Linked DNA regions of Zea mays: all the other regions are linked to region 2. A link is a contact called in public Hi-C data. All regions are on one chromosome and are shown on one strand. Each heading gives the region's core, a stretch centred on a gene start, on an enhancer-like site or on the middle of the called end of the contact. The rest is flanking DNA. Distances are from core to core; before and after follow the strand shown.

Region 1 (3,311 bases), core at 712-3,211, 190 kb after region 2:
AATTTCTCCCCCTTTTCTCATAAGACTAGTGTCAGTGTTTTTACCCAAGGGTCCTAACCAACTATTGTATTTGTGCTACGTGCCCCCGATCCAGATGGGTGATGCAAGAAGACAGAAGATTTATCCTGGTTCAGGCAATAGAAGACCCTACTTATAGCGAGAGGGGTGAGACTTATATTATCTTACACCTAAGTGCTCATAGTACGGGATACAAACTGGTCGAGAGAGAGGGAGTGGATCCTAAGTCTCTGTGGGTGATTGAGGCTAGTGCCAATATCGAAGGTAGAGGGCAAATGATGAAGTGTTGTCCTCTGTCCCCTGGGGACCCTAGACTCCTCCTTTTATAGCCGCAAGGAGGGAGCCTAGAAGTACAAGGGTTGTCGTAATGTTGAGAGGAGGCGAGCCCGAGCTCCTGTAGTAGTATGGCCGTCGGGATGGCCCTTGTCCTGGCTATTGCCTTTAATCAGGAGGAGGAAGTCTGATTCCTATATCCCGTATTTTGACCAAGCAGAGAGCCGAGGCTAGGGTCGGGGCTCGGATGCGTGCTCGAGCCCATCCTGTGGGCAAGATGTCTGAGTCATACTGGTTGAAATAACGACTAGTATGACGAAAAGTGCCTGGTAATCCGGCTCGTGTGTCATGTGAAATGGTTTAAAGCATACTTGACACCATCCTTATGGTTTCTGTAGCCAGCGGTTTTTGCGGGAGGATTGACGGCGTCGTATGTTCTTCTGTTGATGCTTGCTGGCCGAGGGCATACTCGGGCGAGATGGAGACTTCTCCTGAGACCGAGGTCGGGTCTGCACATGGGCACGTAGCCATGCTGGGAGTGGTCACAACAATAGTCGGAGTGGCCTCATGTGGGATTCGCGGGGAGTTGGTGGCATTTAATGTGCCACTGCCAGGACAGTTGGCCGAGACTGAGCTTGGGCGAGGCGGAGTTTCCTATCGAGGCCGACTTCGAGCGAGGTTGAGACTGTTTCTAGTCGTCGTATGTCTTATCCGGAGTTTTTGAAAATAGTGACCGGAGCGTGGGAACAATGCGCGGTATTCGCGACGTGCGTCATCGTGGGCGGTGAAAGTAGATTTGGCTGCAGTTTCGTCGTCCTTCGTTGATTGCAGCGTCATTGGCGGAGCAGGTATTTGTATCAGTCACATTTAATGTGCATGCTTTGTGGTCCTGAGATCTTTGGCCGAGGCCGGGCTCGAGGCTTATGATTCTCTGGTACTCAGGTGTGAGGTATGCTTTAGGGACATAATCTGGGTACCCCTAATTATGATATCCGACAACAAGTTTCTCCCCCATAAGAGAATAATTTTCACAATAAGAGGACATCTCTTTGATATCAAGAGGGTTTTGAATCAAAAGACAAGTTTAAATCTCAAAAATATTTTTAAAACTCAAATGGTGGTTGATCTAGTTGCTTTAGCCTCTAATTTTTCTCCCCCTTTGGTATTAAGCACCAAATAGAGAAACTAAGGTCTAACCCCGTTGCCTCACAAAAAAGCAAATCAAAGCAAGTAGCAATGAGAACCCAAGGGAATCTGAAACAAGGAACCTTGATGTCGTTTATGGAGTGGAAGCATCTTCCTTTGTCCAAATTCATATTTTCCCTTCTAATTCACCTTTGAGACTAAACATGATGAACTCAAGCAAATTATTAGTCTCAAAAGGGTCAAGTTGCAGCATATTCTCTCTCTAAAAATGTATATCATTAAGACTTGTGAAGTTTGGGAATGACATTATACAACTTGAACACAAAAATAAGCAAGAATATGAAAATAAAGAAAAAACAACATGATCAAAGTCATGGATCAACGAAACTCTGGTCAGAGGAAGACACGCTGCCACCACTGACAGGCACCTGTTGCCCCACCACCTTGTCAACAGGGGAGCTACCACACCCTGGCACCCACCGAGTGGCAGGGATGAAACCTCCACCGGACGGTAAACACTCATTTCTGTCAAGTCGTGAATGCCGATAATATTCTGAAATTTCAAATATTTTTAAATATATAAATGAAAAAGCTACCCTATTTCATGAGTTCATTGGGCCATCTACGTACTCTAAAGGCCCATAATTGTAATCCTCAGCTTGGCGATTCGTGCAAACCCGTCATCATCTCACGATCGAAATGCGGGAAGGCACCGAGGTCAACAAGGTCATTTAGCATACGCCCGTACATAATCCTGCTCTTCTCGCCAATCACAAAAACCCTAAGCGCCACCGGACAATTCGTTGCTCGCGATCCTCGCTTCGGTAACTCTCCGGCACTCCGCTCGATCTGTTCCTACTAGATGTGTTGTTCGTCTTCACCGTCAATCCACCTCCCCCTTACTCTGAGTCGCCTTTTGTTTGCAGGGATCCGGAAGAGATGGCCAAGTCGAAGAACCACACGGCGCACAACCAGTCGTACAAGGCGCACAAGAACGGCATCAAGAAGCCCAAGCGCCACCGGCAGACCTCCACCAAGGGGGTAAGATGATTTACTTGATGTCCCTCTTCCGTCGTCCCGTTCGGTTGATTGTGCAGATGCGTCAGAGTGGTCATTGGTTGATACCGGAATCATGTAGCTGCCGACTTCATTGGTTGTTCCGGATAGGTGAAATCTATCTTAGGTTGTGAAGTTAGTTCCTGGATGCGAAATTTTTGTATGGTCTGTTCTAGTCGCTGAACTTGGTTCCTACATGCTAATTGTTTTTGCCTGGTTTTCTAGTGCCGTACTAGTAGTGGCTCATGCTCGCGGTACTAGCAAATCCTGTTAGCTAGGATGAAAGATATCTAAGCCATTTGTGAAAGTCTCTTGCGGTAGTGTGGTAATGGGACGTCCTGGTTTTATAAACCTATTGTAACTAGTTATCAAAAGGATTTGGTGCATAGCCTTTTTTTTTATATCCAAGGCCACTTAATTTTCTCTCAAGTCTTGAAGGGTTGTGAGCTTGTCATTACCCTGCTGGAATTTGTTTCTACTTGTGATTTGAAAACACATTTAGTCCCCGTTTGCTGCTGCGGTGTGTATGAATTCTTGCAGCTGTTATTTTTCTTGTCTTTGTACAGATGATATTCATAATGTTTTTGTTCATGTTGGTCCAGTTGATCAGTCTATTATTTTACTAGAGTTACATGGAGTTTACATTGAAGTTGAACTTAATCTTAATATCAAGCGTTCTCCTGCTGAGGTTTAGGCTGTTGCTATGATGAGACGTAATACCTTCTGAGAGCAGATTACTGCTGTATGAACCTGGGAAATATTCTTTCATTATTTCCTCCTGAGCGGTTACCTGAGCAACTGCACAACTTTGATTCCTG
Region 2 (3,426 bases), core at 37-2,536:
CAACTTCATCCTTCTTCGACACTGGGGTAGTCTCTTCTCCAGCAAATCGAACAAGTTTGCTTTCAGCTTCTCCAAAATAGCCTAGTTTCATCAACATGGGCATGTCGTCTTCGACACTAGGCTTCGTTGGGATCAGAATACTGTAGTCTTCTTCGCTCTCAGCATCTTCACCCTCAATCACAGTCTGCTCAGCTTCGACATTAGAAGTACCTTCGTCAGCTACAACAAGACCTGATCGTTTCATTACTTCTGAAATTGGTGCTGTCGCAGTGGCCTCGGTTTCTTCTCCCTCACGAGACACCCTTGCAGTTGATCGCACTCTAGCCATTTTGATGGATTTTTACAGTTTGATGAAGCTAACCCGTTTGACGAAGTTAACCTTAAATGATGAAGTGTTCGCTTGTGAGCGCAATGCAGAAAGTGTAACACCCCTGGTGTTTATATTCCGCTCGACAACGAGTATGGATTTAAGCGCGTAATGTCAGTGGATAAAACAGATGCTAAATTTTAATCATCTTCGCCTATCGTTATTTTAATATCGCATCTGTTTCGTCTGTCGCGAGTTCGGCATAATTTTTTATCTATCCAGGCTCTTCCTAAATTTTCGTAATATTTGGAACATAGTTGTCCCGAATATCGGTGCGTCCGATGATTATTTAAAATTCATTGCCCGCGCGAATACGAATTTGGAGTCTAGATCCACTCTTGAGATTTTTGTCCCTGACAAATGAATTTGAACTCGACGACAAAAGTGTTAATGCAAAATCAAATCGGACTACACCCGGAACCCAAGAAAAACCAGGCGTAGAATTATAAACTGAGCCGTTTCCTAGTTGAATCCGATATCGTTTAGCTTGATCCGTTAACATCAGACTAAAACTCGAACCTTGGTAATTTAATCTATTCTTTACCAGATAAATTTTTGTCTGACTTCTAAGTAAACCAAAGCTGACTACAATATCGAAGCTAAAATCAGATCAATTCGGGTTGTCGTTTCTTGCCCGGATTTAAAACTTCAGATATAAATAATGGATAAAAATTCATCTAATTCCAAAATATTCGCCAAATCAAAACCATGTCACAATTACTATCTATCCCGTATACACGCTAAGAAAATTGGGATCCAAAATATCTGTGATTTTTCGGTAAAAAAAGAAAAATCTTCTCTGTTCATGTCCCTACCGCCGCCTCCCAACAGATTTTTTTTAGCCGCCATCCTAATCCTTCGTGCGCGCGGGGGAGCCTTATCCGGTCGCTGCCGTTTTCACGCAGCTTCCTTCCACACCCTCGTTTTCTCCCGCTCTAGCTCTCTGCTCACAGCCGCAAGCTCCATCTTCCTCCCTGCTGCAGCTCCCGAGCGCCCTGCCCTTTGCTCCAGCTTGCCGCGTGCTCTAGCGTCTGTGCCGTGGAGCCCCTGGCGCGGGTTCTTCTGCGCCCGGCCATCCTCTCTCTCCATCACCATGGAGCTTCTTTTCTCCAGCCGCGCCCTGCTCGGTTCCATGGCCAACGTTCCCCAAGCTCCTCCCTCCAGTCCAGCCGCGGTGCTCCCTGCGCGCCTGCTCCCGCGCGCGTTCCTCTGCTCGTCGCGCCCAGCGAGTCTCCATGGTCAAGCACGCGCGGATCTCCTCTGAGCTCGCCCCCGGCCTCTACTCCTTCCAGCCGGTCGAGTCTCGACTGCGCTCGGCCTCCAGCTCTGTTGTCGCGCAGCTCGTCGGCGTTGCCCCTGTTTCCATGGCTGACCGGGCGGCTCCTCTGCGTCGTCGTTCTCTGGGCCCGGGCATGGGGCTTCCTCGCCGTCGCGCGCGCTCCTTCCTTTGCTCTGCTCGGCCATGGACGCCATGCTGCAGCTCCCTGCTCGTGCCCAACTCCCTGCGTACGCCTGCGCCCGAGCTGAACTTCCTCGCCGCGCCCTGCGCTCTGCTCACCTCGGCTCCTAGTTCGGCGCGTGATTTTGGAGCTCTGCGCGAATGGCGTGCGATTTGGTGCTCTGCGGCAAGCGCTTCGTGTGGGTGGTGTGGTTCCCAAACCGCGTGATGCACTGGCTCGATGCCCAGACCCCGGCCTCCATCGTGCTCGTCTGCCTCGGCAGCAAGTACTTCATGTCGGAGCAGCGGCAGCAACACCCTCCTTTGCGTCGTGCTCACTAGATCGGGCCTCGCGCGTCGATCTGTGCAATTCCTGTTCAATTCATGTTCGGCTATCGGTTTCACTGGTTGTCGATTTCCTATTCGCCATGGTCAGCCTAGCTCGCCAACCGTCGCGCCCTCTTTACCCGTTGAGTTGTGTGTTGCCGCGTTCACCTTATTGTGTCATTATGGACTTGTCGGCGTACTGCGCTCGCCTCAACTCGAACGAGTCGAATTGTCATCATCTTTGTCAAATGGAAATTGTCGCGTTGGCACGTTGATATCGTCGATCGCAATTCTCATCTACGCCAAGTCCCAAGCCGTGAAGACGCTCTTGTGCTGGCCACGCGTCACCAGCTCAACAAAAGGAATCCTATGGATATCTGGTCAAGAATAGAAATTGTGTGCATCGCTCGCCACACGTGTGTGATCAAAGACGTCAACCAGAAACTGTCATCGTGCTTCCGACTATCCCGTCGAATTAGTCAGGGTAAGCAAATTTGTTATTCGTGCTAGTGGATTGATGAATGGTTGGACTAGGTATATTAATCGTGATACTTCTGTGGTGAGTCGGATTGCTAATTCGGTTATTAGTTCGATGAAGGGAACTATAGGTATACTATTTATCAGGATGCCCAAGTCATCTACAGTGATTTGGTCGATGTCGTGTGGAGAAAGAGGTTGCAATAGGTCCCAATGCTTGCGGGATTGTGGGTGTTAAAAATGTGATGTTTTATTAATATATGTGATACACAGGTTAACCGGGAAATTAGTTTAGAAAGTTAATAAAAGTTCTTCTATCAAGATTGTATAATTGTTAGGTGTCCAAGAATTGTGAAGTTAAAGTTATAAGTCGTTTAGTGTGCTCTCTAAACTAGGTACGATATTCTATGTGTGCTGGTCGATTTCATGATTTGAATGGATGTTGATTGCTAATTCGAATATTTAGGATCAAGTAACATCGATATATCTGTTTCAACCAAAATCTAGGGTCTGTATGATAAGTAATGCGTATAAACACTTTAGGTCTTTTAGTTCTAAAGTTGTAATTGGTATATTGTATATTATAGCTTTGTTATAAGTGTTTCATCCTTTTTAGTGTAGATTATCTATCTTGTACTATTTATACTCGTGCTCATACATGTGCATCATGCATCCCATGAGGTACGTTAATTGATCGCGTGATGCGGAAAACGAGCCAAGTTGACCTCAAGATGGTGCTAGGAGTGGACATCTCCGCAAGACGACGTCGTCAGTCGGACGAATCTGAAGATGGATAATTGAACAAGTACCAAGACAA
Region 3 (3,310 bases), core at 298-2,797, 170 kb after region 2:
CGAGATCCGGGAGCGGGGGCAGGGTGAGCGGCCGGATCTGGCCGTTGTGGAAGAGCTCGTCGGCGGAGATCATGGGCCCACCAGGCCTGCCGAACTCGAACTCCGCGTCGCCCACGCACCCACGCCCACCGGTGCTGGGAGTCGCGGAGGCCGAGCACGAGGTCGAGAGGAGGTGGTGGATGGGGCTGGCCGGCGCGCTGAAGAAGTAGCCTCCGCCTCCGCTTCCGCCGCCGATGGCGTGGGGACGTCCGGGGCTGGACGGCGCGCTGGCGAACGGGGTGGAGCAGGAGCTGTCGATGTCATCGTCCATAGCCTGCGGGCGGCTGCGGCTGTGCTTCTTCCTAGAGGACGCCATGCTTCCTCCGCTCCTCCCCATCTCCCCCACCCACCATGCTCCCTGACCGCCATGGTGGGTCCCCGGCGAGGCGAGGCAACCCGAGCGAACCCCGGATCCGAATATGCGGGGACGACAGGGGTGGGGGAAGGGGCACCGAGGACCTGCGCGGAGGAGGGCAAGGATGGCGAGGTGTGTGGGCGGGCGTGGGGCGAGGATGGCGTGGATGGTAGAGGAGCGGGGGCATGGTGTTGCCTTGTGGATGGTGGCGGCGAGCAGGCGGGGCGAGGATTGTGGGATCTGCTGGGGAGGCAATCCCTGGAACCATGCCCTTCCATCGATGGAGTGTTGGGCGAGGGCGAGAATGGCAGGGCGGAGTGTTGGGCGAGGGCGAGAATGGCAGGGCGGCTGCGGAGGCTTCCCTGAATTGTGTCCTTCCATCAATAGAGAGCGAGGGAGGCAGGCAACGCGCGGCCAACATGCGAGAGTGGTTTACTGAGGCTGGGCGAGGACCGCGAGATCAACGGAGCGCGGGCGAGAGGGTGTCGGAGGCAGACCCGTGCACCACGGGTTGTGAACGTCTACACTACACTCTTATAGAGTAGTATATATATATATATATATATATATATATATATATATATATATATATATATATATATATATATATATATATATATATATATATATATTAGAGATGTGATATTCGTTTCTGTATCATGAGTCATTATATGTGTGAGACTTAATCACAACACACATTTGATTCGGGACCAGATTTGCCCTTAAATCGAGGTGTGACATTATTATCATGCTTGATAAATTCATATTAAACTGCACTAACTATTAATCGCATGCGACAAAGGTTTGAATGGGTGACATAAATAGTTAATCACTTCCTATGATGGACCAGTATATTATGATATTGTTTAATTAATGACCTAAATTTTCCACCATCGCCATTCAAAAATCAGCCTCCCGTGTTGTTTTCGTTGATGCGCGGGCAACGCCGAGTCAAGGTTCCTACCGAGCACTCCTGAGTCCACTTCCACTCCCCGCAACGGCCAGTCACAAACGCTGACACGCTCCACCTCCACGCACTCAGCTCTTCCACGTGTCAGCCGCAGGCCGAACCAGGCGCCTTCCAGGAAGCTTCCTCGGATCGTCTGCACACCCACGATTTAAAGCAGATCGACCCCGTGCAGGCGCACCCACCAAAACCAAGCAGCACATCCAACCAAGTCATCCATCAGCTCTGCTCACGACTCACAAGCAAGAGCTCAGCTCAATTGGAGCTCGGTCTCTCGATTCCCAGGAGGAACGGAACCAAATTAAGCTCCGTTGGTTGCCTGCCAGTAGCGAGTAGTCCGGACACGGGATGGGCAACCTCGTCTCGCAGTGCGTCGCGAACGGTGCCGGCGCGCGGCCTCTAGTCGTCGAGCCGGACGGCAGCCGGACGTTGGTGGACAAGAACACCGGGGTCGCAGAGCTGATGATCGACGCGCCGGGGCACGTGGTGGCTCGCGCCACGGACGTGGCGAGAGAGCGGCGGGTGCGGGCGATGGCGGCCGACGAGCTCCTGCGAGCTGGCGTGGTGTACCTCCTCGTGCCGGCCGGCCGGGCCGGTGCGCGGCTGGGAGACCGTGAAGTCGAGGCCATCGCGCGGTTGGTCTGCGGGAAGAAGAATTCGACCAAGAGCAGTCCTGGAGGCGGCAAGAGGGTCTTTCCCGACGTCAACGGCGAGGGCAACCACGATCATGGATTTGGGCCCAGGCAATGGCAACCCGCCCTACAGACTATCTATGAGGCCTAGGTTTTCCTTAAGAAGGGAAATATAGTTTTTTTTCTTAGAGAGAGAATAGGAACCCCATTCATTCATTCATACATGCATATTCTTTTTTCTTGTTCTTCCTTCCGGTGACGATGGAAGGGCAAGTTGTGCATACACCCTGTAAAGGCATAACCCTCTTTGGTGCAGTCATTTATAAGAAATCAGAAGAGTAAAATGTATAGATGGTCTCTGAATTTGTCAAGAGATGTCATTTAGATCCATAAACTTTGAAAATAAATTTCTAACTTCTTAAATTTGTTAAACGATTTACCACATATCTCTAAACTTGTAAAATGATGCATCATGTCAATTTCTATATTATACCGACAACTATAGCGTATCACTTAATAAGTTCAACTACCTAGAAATACATTTTCAAAATTTGGAGATTCGGAAATACATTTTCAAAGTTTGGAGATCCGGTGGCATCACCTGACAAATTTAGGCTTGCTCACGCATTTAACTAAATTAAGAAATGTCAATGTTAGTGGTTGATGGAAGTGGAAATTACTTTCCTCGTGCGTGTTGAATTCGTCTGGACGGACGACTAAAGAAAAAAGTAAGATAATCCATCTCTTTCAACGACCTTCAAGATGGAGTAATATATATATATGCCTTACAATGAAACCCCAGTGCAGTCATAATTGCGACTACAGGCTAACAACGACCAACAAACTATCTATGAGGCCTAGGTTTTTGTTAAGGGTTTATTGGTTTTGCTCTTAATCCATATAGATTGGATGGTATTAAGTGGGTTTTAATATCGATTATTTCTATCACACGTGGGTTGGATGAAATTGAAAAAAAATATAATTATTTCTATAAGACCCAAGAAGTAAAAAATATAGTTATTTTTCTTAGAGAGAATAGGAATCCCCATTCATTGATTTATGTATATTCTTTTTTTTCTTGTTCTTCCTTCCGGTGACGATGGAAGGGCAAGTCGTGCATACACCTTGTAAAGACATAACCCTCCTTGGTGCAGTCATTTATAAGAAACCAGAAGAGTAGAATGCATAGATTGTCTCTGAATTTGTCAAGAGATATATGTCATTTAGTGCATGAACTTTGAAAATAAATTTCTAACTTCTTAAAATTGTTAAGCGATTTACCACGCATCTCTAAACTTGTAAAATGATGCATCATGT
Region 4 (3,722 bases), core at 1,059-3,558, 180 kb before region 2:
CGATCCGATTAAGCGAGAGTGCGACATAGCAATCACATGATGCAGCTAAGTTTGTATGACACAAATATTGTATCGTGTTACCAGGCCGCAGTGAATACTCAGCCAATATCATAACTCAGCCGATTAACACCAAAGCCTGATCGCGCGTGTTTGAGTACCCACTATACAATTTAATCGCTCAGCGTGAGTCTAAAACCTTAACGCAACTCAAATATATAGGATGGGCCGTACGTCAGCAGATTAGACGCAAGAAGCTGTAGAATACTTCTCTCTTCCGATAAACACGACACAGAAACACACGAGACGACATAATATATAGGGTGGGCCCTCTAGCCTCTTTCTCATCTATATTCCATATGAGTAGCTAATATATTCTACACGAGACGATACATTTGTATATGTTCTATATATATATATATGTATATATATATATATATAGACGTGATATCCTTTAGAAATATATTCGGTATTTACCACGTAATCCTTCATTAGTGTTTCTCAACATGTACAACCCAATTGGCGCCACCTCCGTGGATTCCGGCTTCCTACGGTGCTGCACTGCAGCGACTCCCCGCTCGCCGAGCTACTCCGACGACGTGTACGCGGGCCGCCGAGGGGGAAGCTGGTGGTACGCCGTCCGCTTCATTTCATTTCATCAAAGACGGGGAAAAAAACCATAAGAGCCACGACTCACGAGTTCGTAGCAAAGGTTTGTAGAGGATGCAATTTCTTTATTTGCCCTCATCACTCTCTCTCTCCGTATACCTGCAGCTTGGGCTTGAGGGGCTCGGCTGCGGGCACCGTCGTCGGGCTGTTGCTGCTCACGCCTTGCTGCTGCAGACACCCACCAGGGGGGGTGGGGTTAGCTCTGACATGTGAGTATATCGCCCGCGGTTACTCACGCGCGGTCTTTGGGCTGCGACCAGTTGAGTTGACGAGTAATTTGCTACCTTGCCGAGCACCCAATCTGCGGAGTCGAAGTAGGCGCGCTCGTGGTCCTTGTTGATGAGCGCCTTCTTCGGAGAAATGCCTCCGTACTTGCCCTGTAGAGGTGCCTGCAAAACAAGAAAATTATAGATCGACAATCTGAGTTGAGTAGAGTTCGGATCTTAACATGCATCTCCACAGGGCAATAGTTTAACCCCCACCGTGCTAATATATACTACTACGACTACGCCAACGACGCTGTCGACAGCGAGAGGAAAAACCAAAAAAAGGCCAAGTCGTTGTTTCCAGCAATTAACCCTGGAAAATCACACAAACCTCTTGGAAAAACCATTCCGGGCCGATTTCTCAAGTGAAGACGTCGCATGTCAAGTAATAATAATAGGACTGAATCAACACTGCAGACTTTAATAACCTGATGATGCAAACAAGAAAAAAAAAACCGTGTGGCCTTTCGCCCCGTGGGCTTCTACGTGTGGACCAAGGATCTTGGTCGGCAGCGGCTCATTTGAAACATATGAGGCCCAAATATAATAAAAGTCTCAGTGAGTTCCTCGGGGTTGACCTAGCCAAGTCGTCTAAAGTACCCGGACCGGAGGCACGTTTCGCCGCGGAATATTCGGAGCGACGAACGTTCGAATTTCGGTTCCTCCTCCCCGGTCCGACGAACAAAGGAGAGAACCAAACTGGCATTTGGTCTCTCTACGACAAACGAATCGGAAACACGGCCAGTGGTTTTCTTCTTCTCCATATCGTTTTCTATCCCGCTTCTTCTACACATATAGTACAGGCCAGGGGGAAAAACAACCATGAATGCAGCATGGACCGAACGAGCGAGAATAGGAAATTCATATTTTGTAATTTTGAAACAAAACAGAAAAAACATAGAGACCTTCATCTGGACGACCTGCAATGTCTGCCCATGGTAGGAATACCTTCTCTCAGGTAGTATCCACAGCAAGCCAAGGAGCTGACCTCCGAATGGGCGGATAACTACTGATACGCACATATAGTATGTGTTCTTTCGTAGTAGACAATGGAACAGCTAGCGTACGTAGGATCAGGCTATTCGGAGAGATTAAGCACGGAGATGGTGGCAGTTATTACCTCCTCCCTCTGTGTGCCTGCTCTGCTCTCTTGGTTGAAGCTTGCCATCTGCAACAGCGCTCCCCTCTCCCCAGCAAGCAGCAACACGCAACGTATACGACAACCTGCAAGGCAGGATTACACATCGATCGAATCCTTGGTGGCCGGGAATGACGGAAGGTGGAGCATAGATAGAGAGAGGAGGCAATTCTGGAACGTTCCAGTTCCAGATGAGATGAGACCTACCTACCTGTACCAGACAGAAATCTGCAGCTACTGACGGAAGAGACGAAGGCAGTACGATGATATAGCCGGTGGAGAGAGAGAGAGAGAGAGAGAGAGAGAGAGAGAGAGAGGAGAGGACAGGAGACCCGTATCACGTTCGTTGATCCATCAGCATAGTTGATGTCCAGGCGACCGTTTCAGGAAAGGAACTAGGAAGCGGTGCGGCGCGGGCGGGGAGTTTGGTCTCACACACATGGTTGTACTTGTACGTCACGCGGCGTGCGAGATCTTCCTGCTCAGCCTGGCCTTCTCTACCGCGGCGATGGCGACGGCGACGTGCCTCTGGACGCTACCATCCCGCGCGACAAGTGGCTCCGGCCGCAGCCGGGCGCCCTGGCCGCGTGTCCAGGACCAGGATCGTGTGCGCAGCGGGAGGTGGATACATCTCCTCCTCCATCGGTCGTCGCCTCGATCCGTTAATTCATTTTTTTTATTTAGGCAAAGCAAATTTATTTTCTCCACCGAATCCTCAACAAAGAAAGTGAGGCACATCATCCTAACTAAAATCGTTTGATGGCCACTTGAGCACCTAAAGGTAGCCAAACGCGGGCTACTTTATTGCATCGTCGTGGTCAAGGGTCTGTTTGAAACAGTGTTTCCTTAGTTCCTAAATAAAACCATGATAGTTGAGCATACCATGATATTTTAAATCAAAATATGTTTGGGAGCACATCTGAAAACAATATATTTTAAATCATGGAGTACCACGGTATTTTTTGTTAAAAAAAACTTTGGCCTTGCACGTAATTGCATTCATATTTTCTTCTACACCACAACTGAAACATTGTGTCTCCAAACATGTGTTGGATTGAACTGATGTAAAATATACCATTAGTTTATGTCATAGCATACAATGAAATGTGGTATTATAAACTGTGGTTTCGAGAAACTGAGTTCCCAAACATACCCAATGTGTTTGAGTTCAGTGATTATACCACCCATTCGTGACACATGATACGCGTCCCCGTCTATTGCTGCCTTTACCAAGGAAAGGATGCATCCGTCTCCAGCGTAAACCGGGTTATCTCTATCGAGGTTCAATCTCAACTTGATTAAGGAATCAACCCATACTCGTCTATATGCTCCGATCAAGGGCGCAATAATCTTATAGTTGTAGGTCTCTTTCACACCACTTATATAAATAGGGTGAGCATAAGGGTTAGCATGCAAACCAATATTGGTGCTAGCCTCCTCTCTCGTACACTTATAACAAAACCTGGTTCGTCTCTTACATCGCTAGCTAAACGCCACCACCGTTGTCTCAATGGTCTTAATTAGTGTCAACCTACATCGCTCTAATGGCTTCTCTGTCCATCTCCAAATGTATAACTCAAGTTCTATTGTCTATAGTGGCTAGAGTTTGAGCACAAGGTCCCTTACGACCTCTTTGATATTAGAGTAAGGTT

The links. Hi-C and Micro-C count contacts between places; a contact is called where the count stands out from the background.
Region 1: a contact with region 2 is called in a Hi-C map of leaf, with 4 times the contacts expected there. The contact joins the promoter of LOC100282295 here to the enhancer-like site in region 2. A contact is called at or near these places in 2 of 25 Hi-C or Micro-C datasets (both in leaf).
Region 3: a contact with region 2 is called in a Hi-C map of leaf, with 4 times the contacts expected there. The contact joins the promoter of LOC100279169 here to the enhancer-like site in region 2.
Region 4: a contact with region 2 is called in a Hi-C map of leaf, with 9 times the contacts expected there. The contact joins the promoter of LOC100285304 here to the enhancer-like site in region 2. A contact is called at or near these places in 4 of 25 Hi-C or Micro-C datasets (bundle sheath, ear and leaf).

The regions. Positions count from the first base shown.
Region 1 is chr8:37,487,831-37,491,141 of Zm-B73-REFERENCE-NAM-5.0, forward strand. LOC100282295 reads left to right here and starts at 1,962. Exons shown (of 3, transcript NM_001368947.1): 1 at 1,962-2,261; 2 at 2,364-2,478. The coding sequence starts at 2,021. LOC111590055 (small nucleolar RNA snoR128) reads left to right here and starts at 3,192; the gene lies at 3,192-3,291. It also overlaps a transcript of LOC100194015 not described here.
Region 2 is chr8:37,296,180-37,299,605 of Zm-B73-REFERENCE-NAM-5.0, forward strand. No RefSeq gene overlaps it. Among protein-coding and RNA genes, the nearest start is that of LOC103635077, 95 kb to the left of the region's middle. Within about 2 kb of position 1,287, at least 11 of the 20 cell types and tissues checked have an H3K27ac peak or open chromatin away from gene starts, as enhancers often do. A contact at or near this core is called in bundle sheath, ear and leaf, where this site is marked.
Region 3 is chr8:37,469,109-37,472,418 of Zm-B73-REFERENCE-NAM-5.0, forward strand. LOC100279169 (DUF4228 domain protein) reads left to right here and starts at 1,548. Exons shown (of 1, transcript NM_001152197.1): 1 at 1,548-2,341. The coding sequence starts at 1,710. The coding sequence ends at 2,144.
Region 4 is chr8:37,114,336-37,118,057 of Zm-B73-REFERENCE-NAM-5.0, forward strand. LOC100285304 reads right to left here and starts at 2,309. Exons shown (of 5, transcript NM_001367220.1): 1 at 2,282-2,309; 2 at 2,053-2,156; 3 at 951-1,055; 4 at 766-834; 5 at 315-640. The coding sequence starts at 2,100. The coding sequence ends at 584.